Regions from separate parts of the Mus musculus genome. Here region 1 is linked to region 2. The links are chromatin contacts, called in public HiChIP or PLAC-seq maps. All regions are on one chromosome and are shown on one strand. Each heading gives the region's core, a stretch centred on a gene start, on an enhancer-like site or on the middle of the called end of the contact. The rest is flanking DNA. Distances are from core to core; before and after follow the strand shown. Region 1 holds the start of Ism2 (isthmin 2). Region 2 holds the start of Vipas39 (VPS33B interacting protein, apical-basolateral polarity regulator, spe-39 homolog).

Region 1 (6,756 bases), core at 3,692-6,191, 33 kb before region 2:
AAGACAGGGTTTCTCTGTGTAGCCCTGGCTGTCCTGGAACTCACTCTGTAGACCAGACTGGCCTCGAACTCAGAAATCCACCTGCCTCTGCCTTCTAAATGCTGGGATTAAAGGCGTGTGCCACCATGCCCAGCTGAAAAGGGTTTTTTTTTTATTTTGTTTTTTCTTGTTTATAATTTGTGTGTTCATGCCAGTTCACACGTGGTCAGAGGACAGTTTGTAGAAGGCATTCTTCTATCACATGGGATCCAAGCACTGGACACAGGGTATCAGGATTGGTGCCAAAATGCCTTTACCTACTGAGCTATCTTGCTGACTAGAAAAAATGTGACAGTTGAAAGAGATAGCAACATTGACAAGTTGATAAAATTTATATGTAAGTACAAAGTATTTAGAATAAATAGACTAAACAATGGCTTATACTGCCTGAAGCCTTTTTCAAACAAACAAAACACTGTAATGTTCTTGGCTTTAGGATGCCTGTAGATCACTAAACTTGGCAGTCTAGAAACAGACTCGAAGTGTGACATGGTCACGATTTCAACAAAGATCCAGAGTACTTCATTATAGAAATTACAGTTGCTGCAGCTAGGAGCATGGGAGCAACTGGATACCCATACAAGAGAATGACCTTTAACCTTCATGTACAATAATATAAAATAGATTATAGATCTAAATAGGAAATTATAGGGCTTGGGGAAGTACTTGAGTGAATTTTGAAGAGCTTGCCATTCAAGTATGAATGTCAGAGTTCAGATTCCTAGCACCCACTAATGCTAGCTAGCTACCTAGACTAGATGAAACTGTGAGTTCCATGTTCAGAGAGAGACCCTCCCTGAGCAAATAAAATGAGCATCTGACATCCTCACATGCACACCATACAAATAGACACATTTGAAGAATATCTCGCTGGGCAGTGGTGGCGCAAGCCTTTAATCCCAGCACTTGGGAGGCAAAGGCAGGCGGATTTCTGAGTTCGAGGCCAGTCTGGTCTACAGAGTGAGTTCCAGGACAGCCAGGGCTACACAGAGAAACCCTGTCTAGAAAAAAAAAAAAAAAGTATCTCAAAAAAAAAATTCAACAAATTCACTAAAAATATACAGGCCGGAGGGATGGGTCAATGGTTAGCTGTTCTTCCAGAGAACCAAGTCTAATTCCCAGTACACTCATGGCAGCTCACAACTTTGACTCCAGTGCCCTTTCCTGGCCACTGCAGGCACTAGACATGCATGTGGCACACAGACACAAATGCAGCCAAAACATTCATGCACATAAAGTTTAAAAAATTTCAGTGGGGTAGTTTTTTGAAACAGGCCTTCTCTATGTAGCCCTAGCTGTTCTGAAACTCATTCTGTAAACCAAGCTGCCCTTGAACCCACAGATCTGCCTGCCCCTACCCCCTAAGTGCTGGGATTAAAGGCGTGTGCCACTACTGTCCTTTCCAGCATGGTGATTTCCTTATACAAATAAAACACATGCAAAGAGTCTCACTTGGGGGCTGGAGAGATGGCTCCGGAGGTCCTGAGTTCAAATCCCAGCAACAGCATGGTGGCTCACAACCATCTGTAATGAGATCTGATGCTCCTTTCTGGTGCATCTGAAATCAGCTATAGTGTACGTATGTAAAATAATAAATAAATCTTTAGGCCGCTGGAGTAAGCAGGACTGAGCGAGCAGAGTTGACTGGAGTGAACAGGGGCCAACCAGAGCAAGCAGAGGTCCTAAAAATTCAATTCCCAACAACCACATGGAGGCTCACAACCGTCTGTACAGCTACAGTGTATTCATATACATTAAATAAATAAGTAAATAAATAAGAGTCTAACTCGTTAATGAGGAAGTAAGATATGGAAGAAATTTGCTTATTTCTAATAAGCAGTATTAGAAAAATGAAGGCAGGACTGATTTCTTCTGTACTTCAGGTAGACAGCAACTGAATTTCTATGAGACAAGACAGAATTAACTTTCCCACAGACAAGTCATTTTTTCTTTATTATTGATTACAACATGTAGCAGTATAGCTCAAAGACAATGGAAGACTAATATTGGGTCACGAGAAGAACAGTAAGGATAAACTGCCAGTGGACAGTGCAGGGTTTCTCACAAATTTTTGTCCCTTCAGAATTCTCATGTATTTTTTTTTTTTCTTCATATAGCCCAGAGAAAAATCAAGAGGTTCTATGCCTCAGCTATGGTCACATTTTAAAAACACACACATCCATGTTACTTGGGGCATGGGTAGATGTCAGAGGACAATTTATGGGAGTTGGTTGTCTCCTTTGGATACATGGATTCCAGGCATGGAACTCAGGTGGTTGACAGCAAGTGCCTTTACCAGCTGAGCCATCTCACTGGCCCACATAAATCTATACGTTTATTAAAACTCACTGAGTCATACAGTTAAAATGGATAATTGCTTTAAATTTTATCCATTTGCCTGCATGTATGTCTGTGTACCCCGTGCACGCCTAGTGCCCATCTAAGGCCAGAAGTGGGTACCAGATTTCCTAAGATTGGACTTCCAGATGGTTGTATTAGTTAATTTTCTGTTGCTGTGATCAAATACCATAGCCAACTTATAGAAGAGTTTATTTGGAGCTTGCAGTTTCAGAGGGATAAGAGTGCATCACCATCCTGGCGGGGCACATAGCAGAACACAGGCCGGCTTGGTGCTGCAGCAGCCACTGAGAGATCACATCCCAACCCACAAACAGGAATCTGAGAACACACTGGGAAAGCCTTGAATCTTTTGAAATCTCAAAGACTAACTCTTCCCAATTCTTCCCAAACAGTTCCACCAACTGAGGGCCAACTATTCAAAGGTGTTTATGGGAACCAATCTCACTCGATCCACTGTAGACCCAGGCATGGTGACCAATGCCTTCAATCTTTGCACTAGAGGTATAGAGTAGGGAGGAGGAGTGTATCTGTGAGTTCCAGGACAGCCAGAGCTACATAGTGGGACCCTATCTCAAAAATTAAATGAATAAACAAAATTTTAAAAAATAAACCACTACAACTGTGGGTGTTGGTAAAGACCGCCAGCACTCTTAACCACTGACTAGCCACTCCAACCCCTAAAAAATGGATATGGTTTATGACATTTGAACTGTGCCTTAATGAAATTGGTCAAAATTAGAAAAGATATAAGTTTCATGGCAGTGAATGGTGGGAGTGATATGAGGTCAGAAGTGGGTCCAACAGAGCCCGTTTGGGTATTCAGACAGTCCAGACTAGGGGGCGTAGCTTGGAGAGGAGAGGGCGTGGCTTGGAGTGGAGTAGCAGTTATTGACATGGAAACAGAATGAATGAATGAATGAATGAATGCCCAACAAGCTCATTATCTTCAAAGTCACTTTTAATCTGGTAAAAAGTGTCAAAAGTATGGCTAAAATATTGGCGGTAGATGTGAAAATATTTATACCAAAAAGAAAAAAAAAAAAAAGAGGGGGCTGGAGAGATGGCTCAGTGGCTGCTCTTCCAGAGATCCGGAGTTCAATTCCCAGCAACCACATGGTGGCTCACAACCATCTGTAATGGGATCCAGTGTCTTCCTCTGTTGTGTGTCTGAAGACATCGACAGTATACGCATATACATAAAATAAATAAACTTTTTTTTTTAAATGTAAAGCTTAACCTTTAGTCCGGTGAATTCAGCTTAATTTAGAAGCCGCTCCCTGGCTAAAATTCTGTTCTCGGTGTTTATCACGTACCAGGCAGCCATCTTCTTAATTTGGATCATGCGAAACTGCCAATATTCAACCCCTTTGACAGGACCCCACAAGCAGGCTGTCACCCAATGCAATGCGTCACCATTCAATTCTGCTGCTGTGGAGAGCAGGGGTAATTTCAAAACAAGACCAAGTAAAAGCAAAACAAAACAAAACCCAGCGCAGCTCTGAGATTTCCACTCTACTTCAGGCACCCCTGAGCAGTCGTAGACCACAGCTTGGTCATAATAGCCACCCTCTCCACTGCCCCCAGGTTCGCTTCCAGGCTCCCTCCTCCCGCCATCCCAGGTAGGTATCACCTTGATTTCATTCTCTCCTATTCTCATCCTACCACCTGGTCTAAGCCACTGCTCCGGAATTCTAGTTGCCCAAAGGTCGCCGTTCAGTGAGTGGCTTACTGTGAAGATCCAACCCGAAGGTCTGGCCGAAAGGGCTGGGCTGTCCTAAGGATCAGCGACACCAGCTGCAGGACGGATCCTCCGACCCCTGCACTCAGGCTTACCCCACCACAGCACACCCGCTGTTCTGGGACTGTGGCTTGTGTGGTCTCCTGGGTCTGACAGTCCTAAAAGCTGAAAGGGGATCGGGAGCTGGGACCGCAATGTGGCGGCGGGCTCCTCATCCCAGGCGACGCTGTTGAACTTCCAAAGTCCCTCGCAAACCTACCTGGCTGCACGCACACTTTTGCCTAAGTTCCAAAGTCTCCCACCGCTCGCCGCCGGTCAGTCGCGCGTCCCTGCCTGTGAGGCCCGGGCTAGTTTGGGAGGCTGTCGCCCGCGCTGTCGAGGAGCGCTCCTGTGGCGCCGCAGCCTTCTCGCCCCTCAGCAGCCCCTCGTGGGACCGCAACTTTCCCGGGACAGGAATTCGCTTGGGGCCGCGACGGCGACAGTGGCGGGGACTGAGGGCGGGGTGGCCGCCAGATCAAAGGAGCCGCCCCGCGGAGCCCGGACGAGTCCCCGAGCGCCGAGGGGCCCCTTGGGGAGGGCGAAGGGGGGTAGAGAGACATGGGGCCACTGACCTCGCTCGCAGACCCCTGCTCACCGGCGGCGCGCACCCGAGCGCGCGCTCCCGCCGCTCCTCGCGAGGTCCCCGCGCGACTGGACGGAGCCTGCGCCGCAGCCCGCGCTCCCGCCCCAGGAGGAGGCGAGGCGGGGCGCGAACGCGCTCCCGAGCCCCGCGGCTCTGGCAGAGCAGCCTGGAAGGGACACGATGCGGCCACCGCCCAGCCGAGCACGGTTCCCGCGCGCCTTGATGCTGCTGGCCGCCCTGCTGGCCACTGGCCGAGGGCTCCCACTGAGGAAGCGAGGTCCCGGGCCCCACGGCCACTCGAGGATGGCGGAGGTGAGTGATGAGCGGGACTGGAGGGACGGAGCAGGGTGGGCACTGGACGATGGCCAGGAGCACTGAGCCCGCAGGAGTTTACACTCTCCACGCGTGGCCGCGAGCCCTGGTGGCGCCGTAACGTACTGGCTGCAGAGGGAAAAGTTGACTGTGGTGCCTGCTCCGCGGTGGCCCGGCTTCTTGGGTCCTACCCACCCCTTCCTCGCCCTGAGCGAACATCACCTGCAGCAGCACACCCCTGAAAAGCCACCCTGGAGCGGAGAGAGGAGATTCCAGGGCTCTGTGGAGTGGTGGCCTGGGGCTACCGACTTGGGCTAAGTGATTCTCTTGAAGCAGCCCCTAAATACTAACCAACCAAGGATTCGAGTTTTCCATTGGGAGTTGAGGCAGGCTGAGGGAGTTAAGGGCGTTCTGCACCTTGCTGGGTGTAGGCTGTCAGCCAGCATTTCTTCAAAGAATGTGTGTCCTGAGATAGAAGAGCATGGCGAAAGAGTGCTGGCTGTGTTAGAAACAGTGTTTCAGTCACCAATCACTGCGGTCTAGCCTTATGCTCTCCTTTCACAGTTTTAGTGGCTATTCCCCGTTCCTGTCCCCATTTCCATGGAGGCTTGTTTGTAATGCAAGAGCCAGCCTGATGTGTAGTCCTCCTCCTCCTCCTTCTTTTCGAGACAGGGTTTCTCTATGTAGCCCTAGCTGTCCTGGAACTCACTCTGTAGACCAGGCTGGCCTCAAACTCAGAAATCCACCTGCCTCTGCCTCCCAAGTGAAGGGATTAAAGGCGTGTGTCACCACTGCCCAGCTGATGGGCTCTTCTTGCCTGGAGCTGTTCTGGAGGAAGACTCCTATTTCCGAAATGGGGAAACTGAGGGGCCAGGACCTATAGGAAACAAGAGATGCTAAATGCATGACTTGGACCGGAGTTTGGGCTATATTGTTAGAGCCCAGACTCCCAGAGCCCTTCAGAGGATGGGAAGGCTCCCTTAAGTTTACATCCCTTAAATATCACAAACCATTGTCACCTCTAAGACATTTTTTTTTCTCCTCAAGTTCCCAGCTTTCCCCAGTAGGAATGTATCCTGTTAATTATAGGGCTGTAATAGGGCTGCCTTCATTCTGGGGCCTGGAATTTGTAGTCCTGGGGGCAGCTGTCTCTTGCTTTGCAAGAAGCCTATCACTGTTCCTAGGCACTGCCATAGGGCCAGATGCTGCCAGATGTTTCCTGAGGGGCACACATCTACTTGGCCATTGTTGAGAAACACGGACATGGACAAATACAGGGATTTCTGACCTGGATGTACCTGGATTTCTAGCATTCAGGCATTTGAAGCAAGACACCTTGTTCGAGGCCATCCAATATGTGCCATGTAGGATCTGGGGCTAGTCTGAGCTACATAGCCACATTTGTCTCAAAGAAAAAGGAAAACAAAACAAAACAAAACAATGAAATAACTAGAAACAACTACCATAGCAACAACGACAAAACAAACACCCAAAAATCAGAGTCTAGCTGCTAACCTAAGGATAATGATAGTGGTCAAATTAAATTGGTTTGGTAGGGCATGGTGACACAGGCTTGTAATCCCAGCACTGGGGAGATTTAGGCATAAGGACAAGAAGCACGAGGTCACTGTCAACTACACCAAGTTTGAGGTGGCACACGCCTTTAATCCCAGCACTGGGGGGG
Region 2 (6,915 bases), core at 4,110-6,609:
TGAAACAGAACTACGTGAACATATAGTACATAAATATGCAAGCATAAAACTATACTATACTAAAACACTGACAGAAAACTTAAAAAAAAAAAACACGAAAAGTCTCCAAACTCTGGGTTTGGAGTCAGGGACACAGAAAAGCTGATGTTGCATATGAAGGCGCCGTCCATCTTCCTCTGCAGGTGGCCCGCCCCGCCCCTGCCCCATCACTGCTTACCTTGCAAGTCTCAGTCTTTAGTGCTGGCTGGCCCACTGGATCTACTGACTCTCCATTCACTGTGGGCAAGATCATGCCCTGAGTAAACTCTAAAAAGACAAAACCCCCCCGTTAGTTTCATAGCCCACATAGCACATAAGTCGTTCAGCTGCTGTAAGCCAGCATTAAGGAAAAGCCTGCATTCTGTAATCTCTACCTCTGGTGGATGCCTGGCATCTATGGAACACAGCAGCATGACCTTTAAAACGTGTAAACACCCAATAAAGGTGGAAGCATTACAACTTCTTTACTCACTTTCTACAAGATTCACTAGTCAGAACCCCGAGTCCCGGCTCACATTAAAAATGATCAACTTCAAGGTGGTCAGGATGCAAACTTCAACACTAAGAGTAGAAGGATGTGGCTGCGATGGACTCCCCAAGACATCCAGGCTCACCCCACCCCTTCAGTTACAACCATCTCAACTTCCCGGAAGAGGAGGACCAGTGACAATCTGGGATTGTCCTTAAATAGTCTCTAGAGCAAAACTTGTTTGATCTGAGTCTCAAAAGCAATTTAAGATTTCTAGTAGCCATGTTAAGAGTTAATGTAGGTGAAGTTTTACTAGCATGTTTACCCTAAAGTTACTCTAACACAGCTATCATTTCAATGGCTGTTAATCTTTAAAAGATTATGAGGTGTTTTTACACTGGCTTCTTTGGGTGCTGCCTTCAAACCCACCTTGTATTCACACTCACAGCACATCTCACTTTGGTTGGCTATATTTCAAGAGGTTAACAGCCAACACTATCAGACAACCTTGCTCAAGATCTTTCTCCAACTCAGAGCCTTTAGAATAACTTCAAAATTAAACAAATACCCACCGCCTCCCGGATCATTATGCATCTGCTAGGGGAGGGCAGTCAGGCCCTCAGGCAGGATCTGGCAGTGGAAAATGGACGCCCCCTTCAGGCATACAGATCTAAAAGAGTACCTGTCTTGAGGGTGCTGATGTAAATTCCCACTGCTTCTCTCAGAAGTTTCACCCCGTCTTCCTTCATTAAGGCCACGAGATTTGTGTCAGGCTCATCTTTGGCAAGGCTCACACTAATCTAGTGAGAGATCAAACACAGGTGATAATGATTTAGGGGCGCTATCATGAGTGTGGGGGCAGAGCAATCAAGAGACTGCGGCGAGCTGCAAAGGAAAAGTGTACAGCTAACTGGCTAGCCGCACAATCCCACCAATGTTCCTTCTCTACTCCCCTGCCTCGGCAGAGATGGCTGACGTTAGAACCCATTTCCTTAGCTAAAGCAGAGCTGCTCAATACATACAAGTTGCTCGGGACGTTTCCAGTGGCACCACAAAGCTAGGAATGTACCCGTAGACTGCTTTTTTGCATCCTCAGCCTGAGCCTGTACTATGTGGGGACTGAATCACGTGTCTCATCTGGGACAACAGGCAGCAAGCGAGGACTCGGCAAACACAAACCTCCACTTCATCCACGCTATTTTCATCAGACAAATTGGGGATTTCCACATGTCCTTTGTACTGCACTCCTGACTTAGAGGTACCTGTCAAAAGCAATGCAATTTCATTAGCCACCTCCTTTGCAGGAAAGGTCCTGCCAGAGCAGTGTCCTACTTAGGCTTCTTGTGACCCTCCACTCTGGGAATGCCACGTGCCAGAAGCAATCACTGGCACCCCTAATGTCTTTCCTCACCCCACAGTGGAGTGAGAGCTGTTATGACTTATTATAGCATGGCACTGGCAGTAGCTCAGGTCCCCCGAGCCTGTCTGGGTAGCCACTAGCATTGGTTGTTAGAACACCTGCCATGGAGAATTTGATTGTGGCCACTCTGCATTTGCTTCTGTGTGAGTTTATAATTTAGAAGTAAGATGTGAACATAGAAAACTATGTGACATCTGTCACTGTCCTATCTCTGCCATCTGTCAGGTAAGGTGCCATCGGTATGTGCTGATCCCTCTGCCTTAGATGGACCCGTTCTGTGATCTCACAAGGGCCCTCAAGCTACAACCCCTGACGGCCAAAACACAACACTTCAAGCTTCTTTCAGGAAAAAACCACCCACCATCCTGATTACAGTATGAATGTATTTCATACTCAGCACATGTATAAAACTCTGGTATTAAGTTTTAGTTTCTAGATTTCATTTTAATTACGTGTGCATGTGTGTGGAGGTTGGGGGGACACACATATGCAAGTGCCCTCAGAGGTCAGAGCCTTCTCATGTTGGAGTTATAAATGGGTGCTGGGAACTGAACTCCAATCTCTGGTCCCCGATTTCTTTAAAGACATTTTTGGATGGAGGACTTCTCTCCCTCTCCCCCTAGAGTTCACCGCCATTTTCCTATCTTCAGTTTCCCAAGTGGTGGGACTATAGGTATGTGTTAACAACATCTAATGGGTACCTGATCAATTCTATCCTATCAACCCTGTGGGTTGTTTTTTTTTTTTTTCTTTCTAAATTGAGTAACTGTTGTTGCATAGTGGACTAAGTTTTAGGGTACATGTTAACTATGACAAAACTCACTCTGTGTCTGTACGCCTCAGTTTTTCAGTGTATTATATAAAAAGGAGACTAGACAAGATATATATAGTTCCTTCTAGGTAACAATACTTCAGATATACATTGAAAAAGCAAAAATTATAGACAGATCTATCTACTTTCATCTTTACTACTCACTTGGGAAATATTCCATTCAGCCCAATTCTCCCCCCTAGGGGTATTACAGAAGGGACATTAAATTATAAGATGGTAAAACAGCCCCAAATCAGATGTATAATTAGCTATGATAGTACAGTGATATAAGATTTGCACTGGAAGTAGAAAGTGATTGAAGCTAAAAGAAACATCCCCCCCTTTTAAAAATCATTCATTCATGAGACAAATGATGGAACTGACGAGATCAAGCAGATAAATTCATTTGGCGTCCCACTGAGTGCCCAATGCCGCTTGCCTTCAAAGCAACACCGTCTTCTCTCTTCAAGAGTTTGTCAGTGCTCAGAACCTCTCCAGCAAGGATCAGAGCTATGGCAACGGGGCTATAACCTCTTCCCTGGCAGCCTGGCAGGCCTTACCTGTCCAGTTCAGTTTGATGGTCCACTCATAGAAGAAGATAAGTTTGCCTTTCCTGTTGTTGATGGATGCCTCCCCATCAAGCTTGTTCACTTCGGTCACCTCGCACTTGCCCTCTTCATTTTCTACTCGAACGGCCAGGAACAGGGTTTTCAGTTTCTCTGTGGACCAATTTGAAGCATCTCTCTCTGTCCTGCAAGACAGAAGCAGCGCTAAGGGCTGGCAGTCAAGAGGAGAACGCACTGTTTCATTCAGCAGGTGACTGCAAGGTTAAAGGAGGCAGAAAACAACCCAACCCTCTCAATTCTACCCTAGAATGTCCACAAACATGCTACTTTTAGGAATCCAAAGGGGTGGCGAGTTGTCAACAAAGAGAGGTGCTGTGCAAACCAAGTTAATACTTTCCAGTCTTAGCACAATGAGCCTTGACCGTTAAAATGGCGCCCCCATTTGGCCAAGAAGAAAGATGTGACCATACTGCTTAAGTCAGGAGAGCAAAGACAAGCAAGCATTTTTGCTAAGAACTTCAGTTTAAAAAAACAAAACAAACCAACAATAATGCTAGCCTCATTAACAGTGTTGTGTCCCGTTCAGTGTTCAAACTTTGCCCTACACATCCTACATCCTCTAGACAGTGTCACAAAGTCCACAAGAAAAATTACATCAAGTAGAATGTTAAAAAGAGACAGGTTGAAGGGGGAAAAAAAAGACGGTAAAAATCAATTCTTTGCCCTTCTAGTACAGCTATTTAAAAATCAAAAAGCTATAACTGAGGAAAAAAAATATAATGTCTGTAAAGTTCAGTGGCACTCCAAATAACTTTGTTTCCAGAAGATTTCTGAGAGATGAGGCAGCTTCCAAGACCGGTTAGGCTGTAAAATCATGACTGCCGGGCAACCTGGAGTTGTTACAACAGAACTTAACAGTTCCGGGTAGGAGACTGCATTGCGTTCAGCATCCCGAAGCTCCAAGTGCCCTGCAGATCACGTTCCAAAGCTTCTCACGCTGGACTGAGGCAGTAGTCCCCTATGACTTTTGCTTTCACTGTAACCCGCAAACCAACAACTACCGCGCCTGGAGCTCTCGAATTCCCCAGCAGACTCCCAACACAATCGGCAGGGGTCTGGATCTCAAGGACGCCTGCGGCCACGTGTAGGAAGTATCACCCGGCTCAGGCTGGATGCAGCAACTAGGGCACTCTGTTCTCGCTCTGAAATTCCTCCTTGGGGACTCAGCAGTCCATGTCGAACCCATCGCCCCTAAGACTGTGATGGTGGCGAGGGATGGAGGGGACCCCTGCTACAGAAAGGACTCACGCCCAACCCCAGGCCAGGGTTACTTGGGTCCCGTACTCGCCAAGGTCCCAGACACCTCCAACCCCTAGCCTGTTAACAGTGCTCCTGCGGCCTGTCTTGCTGGCCCATACCAGTGCCAGTTGTTGACGTTGGTGGCGTCCGCCCGCTCCTCCACGATCCAGCGTGGGTCTCCCTCACCCCACTTGGCCATCAGCTCACTTATCGCACCGCTACCAGCTCCCAAGCAGCCGCAGCCACAGCCTGAGGACCGCTCGGTCCCAGCCGCCTGGCAGCGCCTGGAAACTACTAGAAGCAGCACAGCACCTCCTGGCTTGCTTTTCCCTCCACCCCAACCCCCTCCCAGCCTTAACTTCCGGCTCCTCCTCGCTCTTACCGGGTACTTCCGTTCCAGCTCGCCGAGCCGTAGGTTCCGTAACTTCTGGCGTTCCTTCCAGCTCTCTCAGTTTATCTTAAAAGCTCTTAAGTCTAGGCCCTCAAGATCCTAATCCCCACCGGCTAGGACACAAAATATTCCTCTCATTGTCTCCTTGGGCCCTAAACCGACCTTGCTGAGCCTGATGGGAGTTGTAGTCTTTAAACCAACCCTTCCGATAACTGCGGAAGGTCATGCTGAAAGTAAAGGAAATGACCTAGCACTATGCGCTAGTATTTCTGGGAATGCTAGTCCAGAAGCCTCGCGGCCCGCAGGGAGGACGAAAGAATGATAGAGGTTATGGAACTACAACTTCCAGGATGCTTTGCGGGTATTCCTTTCACCTTCTTCAGACTCTTCTCCGCTGTCCCCTTCTGCTCTTCTCTATGCCTCACAGCCTGTTTAGAAAGGCTGGTCCAGCGGCTGAGCCTGGCGCTGTCCTGAGAAGGAGCGCTCGGTGTGGAAGAGGTGAGGGTGTCCCAAGCCCCTGTCTAGGCCTCGTGTCTAGGTGAACCCACCCTCTCCGCACCCTTTTCTTTCCCTGTCTTTTCTGAGGCATCCTTACACTCTCACTCCGACCTTCTTCTGTCGGGACCACTCTTGGGAGCTCCGAGATGGGGCTTTCCAGCAAGCCTCAAAGCAGCTTACTCAACATTTGGTTCTGAATATGTCTTCTCAGGCACCCTCTAGGCTCTGGTGTTTGTGGTAGATGCGTGGTTTCCTGGACCTTGCTCCTGTAATCCAATCTCTCAGGTCTTTGTTCTCAAACATCGCCTTAAAAACCTAGCTTAACTTCCAGTAGCTGGTTTCTACAGTACCCTGAGGCAAGGAACCTCTTGGTTGTAGGGTTTTGGTTTTTGGTTTTGTTTTGTTTTGTGTTTTAAACGGGTCCTGTTTTCCCTATGTCGTGTTCCCGTCCTCTCGCATCTGTCCCCCTATCCATGTCAGACTGTCAGTGTACAGGTGACGATAAGATCAAATCTCGGAAGCATTTTAAATCACGTTGAAGCCCGCTTTCCTTTGAGCATTCTTAGAGTTATAAATTGTTACCATTTTACTTACCACGTAAATCACGGTCTCTTTTGTCACTCGAAATACAATGTATCCACTACTGTAAAAAGAGTCTTAAGAATTCTTGGTGAAGTACTAAGTTTGTTAGACATATTCTCTACCTATTTCTAGTTACCATTGTAAAGATCTGTCTAGTTTTCCCAAAAGTGAAAAAAGAAAAGAAAGAGTCTAGGATCCAAAAACCCTGGATTGTAGTTTGGAGTAGAAGTGATTTAGTAAAGTTGTGATGTTTACTGCTTCTGAGCTTTGTTCCCCTGGTCGGTGGGAATCTCCCAGGCTTACCTTTCAGGATCGTTGTGAATGACAAATGAATGACAGTTATTTATGAATTTGCACACATGTTAGAGACATGTTTATGTTCTGTACACATCTTCATGATTTGTGGCCTGGTTTAGAATTTCTTTTAATATTTAAGATTGCTTTTTACAAAAATTTTGGAGGCTGGGAATATAGTTCAGTGGTAGAGTGCTTGTCTAAAACGTGGGAGGCCCGAAGCTCAGTTCCCAGAACTGCAGAAAACAAAATTCTCTTGTTTTATCTAAGGTAGCATTAAGATTAGGTAAACACTTTGCATATATTATCTAGTGGCAGACTAACTGCTATATCAAATACTAACGGGATGTAACCTTACATGTTTATTTTCTGCCAAGCACTTTGTTAGGCTTTCTAACACTATTTATCCTTCACTATTAGCCAGTAAGGCAAGATTGCATTTCTCCAAGGCTTAGAAATGAGCCATTTACCTTTTGACTTCAAGGCCCAGTAAGTGGCCAGGTGCTGTGGAAATCTTGGTACTTATTGGGTTAAACTACAATTTTT

What was found. HiChIP or PLAC-seq counts read pairs in DNA pulled down with a chosen protein or histone mark.
Region 1: a contact with region 2 is called in an H3K4me3 HiChIP or PLAC-seq map of embryonic stem cells, with 89 read pairs. The contact joins the promoter of Ism2 here to the promoter of Vipas39 in region 2. A contact is called at or near these places in 13 of 39 promoter capture datasets (the 3T3-L1 cell line, 3T3-L1-derived adipocytes, the HPC-7 cell line and 9 more), 2 of 15 datasets of contacts at CTCF or cohesin (CD8 T cells and the NIH/3T3 cell line), 5 of 484 Hi-C or Micro-C datasets (CD4 T cells, embryonic fibroblasts, embryonic stem cells and 1 more), 16 of 115 datasets of contacts at active chromatin or transcription factors (the 230-238 cell line, CD8 T cells, the HPC-7 cell line and 11 more) and 4 of 9 other capture datasets (adipose tissue, embryonic stem cells, liver and 1 more).

The regions. Positions count from the first base shown.
Region 1 is chr12:87,297,890-87,304,645 of GRCm38.p6, reverse strand. It overlaps Ism2 (isthmin 2), which reads left to right and starts at 4,941. Exons shown (of 6, transcript NM_001290302.1): 1 at 4,941-5,072. The coding sequence starts at 4,941. It overlaps Gm51956 (a long non-coding RNA gene), which reads right to left and starts at 5,569. Exons shown (of 4, transcript XR_003950111.1): 1 at 5,295-5,569; 2 at 4,398-5,201; 3 at 4,130-4,303; 4 at 3,341-3,828.
Region 2 is chr12:87,264,730-87,271,644 of GRCm38.p6, reverse strand. Vipas39 (VPS33B interacting protein, apical-basolateral polarity regulator, spe-39 homolog) reads left to right here and starts at 5,359. Exons shown (of 20, transcript NM_001142580.1): 1 at 5,359-5,493. Ahsa1 (AHA1, activator of heat shock protein ATPase 1) reads right to left here and starts at 4,917. Exons shown (of 9, transcript NM_146036.2): 1 at 4,724-4,917; 2 at 3,300-3,490; 3 at 1,688-1,770; 4 at 1,191-1,308; 5 at 218-306. The coding sequence starts at 4,803.